Linked DNA regions of Mus musculus: region 2 is linked to region 1. A link is a contact called in public Hi-C data. All regions are on one chromosome and are shown on one strand. Each heading gives the region's core, a stretch centred on a gene start, on an enhancer-like site or on the middle of the called end of the contact. The rest is flanking DNA. Distances are from core to core; before and after follow the strand shown.

Region 1 (3,841 bases), core at 422-2,921:
TTCTTACCCACCGATTCACCTCCCCACCCACTGAAGCTTCTTTTTTCCAGCCTGCCTTGGATCACTAAGCCTGGTTGAGTCCTAAACAGGCCCGAGCAGGCTGTGACAGACCAGGGCCTAGCTGAGAACAAAAGGGAGTTGAGGAGAAGATGCCTGGAGGGAGTGAGCACTGTCATCACTCTGCTCCAAGTGGGTTCTATGCAGCCAGGCACCGGCAGGATGAGTCAATGGCCAGTCAGAAGAAATGGAGGCCACACAACAGAGCTGCTGCCGAATCCTGTGGAAGGCTGGGCCTCCCACGCCCCAGGCTCTTCACACACCTTACTGTCTAATTTGGAATATCCCCACGAGTTTGTTGGTTCTGCGTCATGTGAGCAGTCTTTTATGCCAGATTGCTAAACAACTTGAATGAATGGACCTGCTTGTGCTTCTTCCCCATGGCCAAACCTCCACATCAATCTGTGAAACCCGACCTTCGGTAAAGCCACCAGTCCATCTCTCAGACCTGCTTCAGGGCAAGGAGCTGTGTGGTCTTCCTCCAGTGGCTTTGAACACACAGGTGCTGTGAAGGGCTCTAGAAATATCTTTTGGGATGGGGAAGAAGCCAAGTAGGTAAAGTGATCTCGTATTGCAAGCACGTAGACCTGGATTTGGTTCCCAGATAGTGTTTGTAAAAGGCCAGATGTGGTGACATCCTCACGTAGTCCTCTGCACTGGGAAGGGAGAGGCAGGCAGATCCCTAGGGCTCACTGACTGTCCAGCCTGACATAACTTCTAAGTCCCAGGCAAGTGTGAGACATTGTCCTCTGGCCTCCCCATGGGTGCTTGCACGCTCACATGCACACACACTAACAAAACAAACATAAAACAAATATTTCTTCTATAAAATTTCCTATACATATATATTCACTTCTCTGTGCTCAGCAATGGCCAGGTGCTTGTCTACTGGTGACAGCCATTAGTCATTGTCGGGAATAAAAGACTTTTAAAAGGGGGCCAGCTGTTCTTGGGTCACCATTCTTGCCCTCTACCCCCTAGACAGACAGAGACATTCTCACTGATAACAATTGCTCAATATTTTCTCCTGGAACAAGTTTGCCAGTAATTTCTCAGCTTGAAAGTCAAAGGAAATGAAATCTTATGTGCAAACATGGACTTTCTTGTGTGTCTCTCTCTCTGTGTGCATGTGCATTAGATGTGCGTGTATGCACATTCAAGTGTGATGTACACATGAACAAGAACTGAATGTGCGTGAGCACATGCACAAGCGAGGGTCAAAGGTATATAGGCGGTCCTTCCTCAGGCATGCTTCCTTAGCCATTACCTTGTCTTCTAGATGCACTCTTCCTCTGGCCTGGATCTCTCCGAGTAGCCTAGGCTAGCTGGCCAGTGCCCAGGGATCATCCTGTACCTGTCTTCCCTAGGGCTCGGATCCCAAGCACACCACCATGCCTGCATTATTATTATTATTGTTAAATATGGGTTCTTGCAGTGAGTCTCCAATCTTCACAAGTGTGAGACTCACTGTGCTTTACTAACTGAACTGTCTCCCCGGTGTCAGACACGATTTTTCAATCACTCGAAACATCCCCATCCCCCAATCTCCCAGTGGCCTGGCTGAGGGGCCTCTGAGTCATGAAGAGCTGCCAGAGAGGAAGATGTGTTGTGACGGATTCAAGGAGAAGTCTTCAGAGCCCTTTGAGTCAGAGTGAGTCACTGCTTTTGAGCCAACTGACACAAGCTGCCAACTGCAGGATTAATGGTGATGGGTAAGCTACTGAAGCTCCTAGAACCCCTCCCTCACCCACACATGCCATTTCATGAGGACATAATGAAAGGATGTGTCAGCTTAGGATTCCTTTAGGTTTGTCTGATAGGTCTCCTCTCCTCTCCATTCATCTCACCCAGTCTTCCTAACATGTACATATCTAAATATGTACATGTGTGATATATGCATATATTTGCATGTATACATATCTACTCATTCTTACATGAATGTACAAGAAAGCAAGACTTGGAAGTGGATGGTATCATTAGTACCATTCTACTGAAAAGAGGAAGTGAGTTGCCAGCAGATCAGGGGCCACAGCTCTGTCCCAGAAAGCCAACCAGGTTAGGCATAACAAAGAGACTGGCTTGGTTCCTTCAAGGACTGAGGATAAACTTTGCATAGTGGATGAGATTTCAATAGAGATTTGTCCATGCAGTTTAGACTAAGAAAAACCGTGATAAGAAAAACCCATATGCTCGTAAGAATCTCATATGGATGGCCCCCAGTGCTGTGGGTGCCACCTCCCTAATAATGCCTATTGCTGCAGCTATAACCCTGGCTAGTTGCCATCAATCAAACCCAGGAAGCAAGGCGTGGACCTCCATCTGCATGACACTTGTGTGCAACACATGTACAGCCACATGGTACCGGGACAGACAGTTGGGGAAGCACTTCTGCCTCCCTGTACCAGTTGCATGGGATGGGGAGGCTCCAACAGTTGGCTTGGCTCCACCGTTGATCTTATTGGTTAATTCCCTCCAGTTCCATCATTTATTCCAGGAACCCTCTGTCCCATTGTCTTGGCAGAAATAATCTATGAAAGGACTCAGAAGGGGAACTAAACATTTTAGTGGGAAAGATTGGAAAATTAACGAGAGGCTGGCTCTGTTCCTTCAAGGACTGAGGATGAACCCAGCACATATGGATAAGATTTCAGGAGGGATTTGTCCATGGCATTTAGACTAAGAAAAACTCTGGAAATGCCACATGCTCATAAGATTCTCATCAGGGCGGCCAAGCAGGCAGATGGACAACATCTGAGGGGCAAGAGGACGAAATAAGATGCTCTCTAAACACGTGAGTGGTAGCAGCTGTCAAGCGTGGGCTCATTCACATGTCTTAAGCCCCAGGTAGGGAGGAGAGAGGCAGAGACAAGATGGCCTCCTGGAGACAGCCTCATTCAATCTGGGAATCAGAACACCTGGTCCAAGCCGCAGACTTCAGCTCTTCTACATGCCAGGACCTCATTTTATATTCTGTAATCACAATTTGTGTGCATACAGGTGGAGGCCAGAAGACAGCCTTAGACATACCATCCACCTTAATTTCTTATTTTTTGAGATGGGATCTCTTATGACCTGGAACTCACTAAGCTAGCAGGGCCGATCAGTGAGTCCCAGGGATTCTGTCTCTACCCTCCCCAGTACTGGCTTACAAGAACCCCACCATTCCGAGCTTTTTTTAAGTGTGTCAGGTTGGTGATTTGCCAGGCAGACAACAAGCTCTCTCCCCAGCTCCCTGTGCTGTATGCGTAGCTTGGTTTTGTTCTTTGCTGTTGTCTTTCTTTCCTTGTTTCTCAACAAAACCAAACATACTTGCTCTCCTAGCGTCACAAAGCAGAAAGGGTTCCAAGAGGAAATTGTTTCACAACAAGGGAGTCCTGGGAAGAATTAAAGACTGAGAAACCCTTGTAATGAGATTAAGGGGGAAATGCCTTGATGCGTCCACTCAGAACGGCCTCCTACTGCTGAGAAGGCAGCACAAACACTAGCATTGTCACAGGAAGGAAAAGGTTAACAAGCTACAAAAACAAAATTCAAGATATTTTCAAAGCATGACCCTTGGCAGAATAAGCATAGAGTGCAGTCTGCCTGGGTACAGCGCAACATTTCCACTGGGCAGATGCAAGAAAGCTCAGAGAAGTTCCCTGGCCTCTTCTTAGGAGTGAGCTAGGAAGGTCTGGGGAGATGCACTGTTGGTAAAGAGCCTGCATTTAAGCATGAAGTCCTCAGCTTACCCCCCAGGACCCATGTGTCTTGGCTAGACTTACACTGATTTAACACAAACTAT
Region 2 (3,841 bases), core at 637-3,136, 290 kb before region 1:
CAGCTGATTCAGACTCCTGTAGAGTTTTGCTAAGACAGACTCACAAGGTGTTTTGCTGAGGCAAGACCTATGGGAGGACACATAATGTTTACAGGGATGATGACGAGGGTGGTGGTGGTTTGCATAGCTAGTTTTGCAACACTTCTTTGGTCTCAAGTCTTAGGTAATCTTCACTTCATTGAAGTGTCTATTTCCACCTCTGCAACCATACTGTAACCCCTACTGATGCAGGATACAGGCTGCCCCCAGAGAATGATTGGAGGGCTTATACCTGGAGACTCACTCCATGCATTTATGGCCTGGTTGTAAATACGACTGAGGATTTTTATGTCTTCAACCAGCTAGCACCTCCAATCAATCAAGTTAAATGTGGCCATTTCTGCTGTGTTACTAGGTTCTCTTCCTTAACATAGGGCTGGCTGGAGCTGCTAGTGCAGGGGCCTCGGAAACCTCTCAAGGGTTAGAGTTGGCCCATTACTGAAAGGGAGGAATGAGAAGCCTAGGCTGACTCCGTGACAGACTTCAAATAGGAGTTTAGGAGACCAGGCCTAAAAACTGGGCAAGTCCAGACAAGTCAATTACTAACAGGAAAAAGCCCAGGCTCCAGCTTTCATGCCCAGGTAATGGAATGTCCCAGCCACCTGGCCTGAAGCAAGCACAATGGGTCAGCAGCAGTTTCCAGAGTTCCTCAGTAACAGTTCCCAGACCTCCCCAGCAAGTTTCCAGCCCCCACATCCCAGTAATGGAATGTCAGTATCCCTAGAGATAGACCCAACATATTAACATAGAGGTCACCTACCCCAGCATTCCCTAATGTGCTTTAAATCTGGCCTGCAAGCTCACTTGGGTGTCTCTCTATCTTGGTAACTGGGGAGATCCCAACATGCTGGACTTCCTGCAGGCAAAAGAGGCTACGACCGCATATCCCAGAATAGCCTCAAAATCATGGCCAAGCTCTACCTAGGCCCTAGAGAACAGGGATTACAAATATAAGCCACTATTAAAAAAAAATCTAAGTATGAATTTACTTAAAGAATGACGGGAGGTGGGGAGGGGGCTGGTGAGATGGCTCAGTGGATAAGAGCACTGACTGCTCTTCCTCAGAAGGTCTTGAGTTCAAATCCCAGGAACCACATGGTGGCTCACATCCATCCATAATGAGATCTGACACCCTCTTCTGGTGTGTCTGAAGACAGCTACAATGTACTTATGTATAATAATAAATAAATATAAAAATAAATGACAGGGCGGCTTTGAAGACGGAATAGTACAAGGATGTGACCAGTTAAACTGTGATCCCAAATACTTGTTTTCTGCCGACTTTGAAACGTCAAACTTCGGGAAAGGTGTACCCTTCCCCGACTGCTAAGACACATCCCTGTAGCCCCATTTCTCTTGGAAACCTCCTTCCTTAATGAGCTGTGGCCGACAGCCTTCCCTAAGCCTGGGGGGCGGGGGGGCTTGTTTTATTTGAGACGAGGTAGCTATGCTGGAGCCATGTGGTTTTAGCCGGTCCTGGAAATCGAGGTAATCCGGCTACTTCGAGCCCCAAATTCTGGGATTAAAGACCTAAGCCACTATGTCAGGTTTTAGCTGACCCTCGTACTAACACGAGGCCTCAGCTACTCGTGAGACTTGCTGCACTCCCTCAGCCTAGGTTTCCCTGAGACGCCTGCGGACTGCAAAACCATTAGTATTAAGCATAGCGCGGCTCCTGCGCAGCCACGGGCTGAATGGGGAGAGGGGGTGTGGTCCTGAGCGGAAGAGCTCAGCCTTAGAACGGAAGTAGTCGGAACCCGGAGGCTGCCGGAACCCGGAACCAGAGGGAACGCATGACTAGTCGGATCCCAGAAGCGCGGACCTAGGACTTCCATCCCGGAAGCTCAGTTTTCAGCATGGCTCTGGGAGGGGAGGAACGCAAGAGAAGGAAGGGCTCGGAGCGGAGGTGAGTGGCGGCGGGCGTTGGTGTGGATGGGTTGGCGGTGAGTGGCGCGGCGTGGCTGAAGAGTGCTCTTGTGTTTGCAGACAGAGCTCTGGAGACGGCGTGAGCTGTGCGGCCAGCGACTACCTGGTGGGACAGGTCGCCGACAGCTTGCGGGGCGGCCCGCGGCCTCCTGGAGGCGGGACGGGGCGGCTGGCCGCTCTCTTCAGCACCGCGGAGCCATCGGCTCCTCCTGTATTTGTGCCTGTGCCCCAGGTGAGTCGCCGGGCTGCACCCTGAGTATCCCGGTAGAGAGAGATGTAGAGGGTCACTCTCCTGACAGCAGTGACTGTCTGGTCCTTTGAGCAGGGCTAGCGCTTCACCCTCAGCCTATTTGATTGGCAGGGTCACCTGTAGACCGTGTAAGCCTCAAATTTCAGTTATGTATCCGAGGATGAACTAAACTCCTGATCCTTCTCCAGCCTTGAGTTCTGAGATTACAGAGTCGCTCCCACCATGTCCGACTTGACTTTTTTATTTTGAGACAGGATCACACTAGTTGCGCACGCTTAGAATACACGGTAACCCAGATTCTATATTCCTGCCTCACCTTTCCACTGAATGGCTGGTGCTGCAAGAATATTCTGCTTCTCTCCGTAACCCGTGAAGAAGTATCCATGTAGAAAGGCACATCGGAGTACTGCTCAGGGACTTGGAGACGGAGGGACTTTGCTATGTAGCTCTGGCTGGCCTGGCACAGTTCCTCCTGCCTCTATTCCTGAATACTGGAATTACAGATATAAGCCACAACACACAGCTTTAGGGTCAGGATTTTTTTTTTTTTTAAAGTTTGAGGTTTTAAATATGACTTCAAACTTTTGAAAGGAAACATCTAAAAAAAGAAAACTTGATGATGATGATGATGATGAAGAAGAGAGTGTGTCCCAAACTAAAAAGCCAGTTTTGCAAGAGCCTTCGAGAAAAGTGAAAGTGAAGAAACTCTCTGATGCAGACAAAAGACTGGCAAACAGGTTGGTAGAAATCTCCTTTTTGCTATATTAAATACCTCAGGCAGTTTTTTTTTTTTTTTTTTTAATGTTCATCTTAATTTTTTTCACTGCATATTCTGAAATTTAAAAAATACATTATACAAAGTCTCATACAGGGTTAAAAGATACAAGAAAGCCATTTATCCTAAGCGAACAGATACTGGTAGATCAGCTTTTTAGGTCTTTGTGTCCATCACTGCTTCTTGATTCTGAGCCAGCCTTGTTAGGACTTTAACCCCTTCTCTGTTTTCTGAGTTGGGATTTCTGAGTTAGTGTGTCTGTCAAATGTGAATTTGGTTTTCATAGGAACCAAATTTCCCTTACTAACTTAAAATTCCTTTTACATAATATTTGAGTTAGTATCCAAACAGATACACTACTTTTCTATTGAGTGTTCCTCATTCTTTCTTGGAGACTTCTTGCATCCCAGGTGGACCTTAAACTCACTCTGCAACCTAAGCTGTACTTCAGCTTCCACAAACCCTTGGCTCTCAATTCCTTCTCGCTGCTTCAAGCCTATTTTCTTTTCCCATTTTTACACTCTCCTCTTTCAGTAAAACCTTCAGTAGTTATTACGTTTGTTGTCTGCATGTGTGTCAGTGCATTCCTGTCAAGGTGGCCTGTGGAAGGACCAGCTCCTAGGAGTCCATTCGCTGTCTGGCTGCAGGACAGGTGCCTTTGCCTGCTGAGCCACTACACTAGTTCCCCACCACCCTCACACCCTCTGAGGACTGTGCGCTGCTTCCACTCGGTGACTGCTTTCTCGAAGCTTTACATTCCAAGCTTTCTGTTCCCTTCTCTGTTTTGTCTCTGAATTAAGATGAACACCTTTCCTGAGCTTGCAATTAGGAAACGGCTTCTTCTTGGAGTT

Evidence for each region. Hi-C and Micro-C count contacts between places; a contact is called where the count stands out from the background.
Region 2: a contact with region 1 is called in a Hi-C map of the G1E-ER4 cell line, with 1.9 times the contacts expected there. The contact joins the promoter of Rbm34 here to the enhancer-like site in region 1. A contact is called at or near these places in 1 of 39 promoter capture datasets (embryonic stem cells), 3 of 484 Hi-C or Micro-C datasets (the Ba/F3 cell line and the G1E-ER4 cell line), 1 of 115 datasets of contacts at active chromatin or transcription factors (pancreatic cancer cells) and 2 of 9 other capture datasets (liver and macrophages).

What each region holds. Positions count from the first base shown.
Region 1 is chr8:126,681,986-126,685,826 of GRCm38.p6, reverse strand. No RefSeq gene overlaps it. Among named protein-coding and RNA genes, the nearest start is that of Gm31603, 46 kb to the left of the region's middle. Within about 2 kb of position 1,671, at least 118 of the 459 cell types and tissues checked have an H3K27ac peak or open chromatin away from gene starts, as enhancers often do. A contact at or near this core is called in the Ba/F3 cell line, the G1E-ER4 cell line, liver and 1 more, where this site is marked.
Region 2 is chr8:126,969,094-126,972,934 of GRCm38.p6, reverse strand. Rbm34 (RNA binding motif protein 34) reads left to right here and starts at 1,886. Exons shown (of 11, transcript NM_172762.3): 1 at 1,886-1,945; 2 at 2,026-2,197; 3 at 2,807-2,952. The coding sequence starts at 1,896.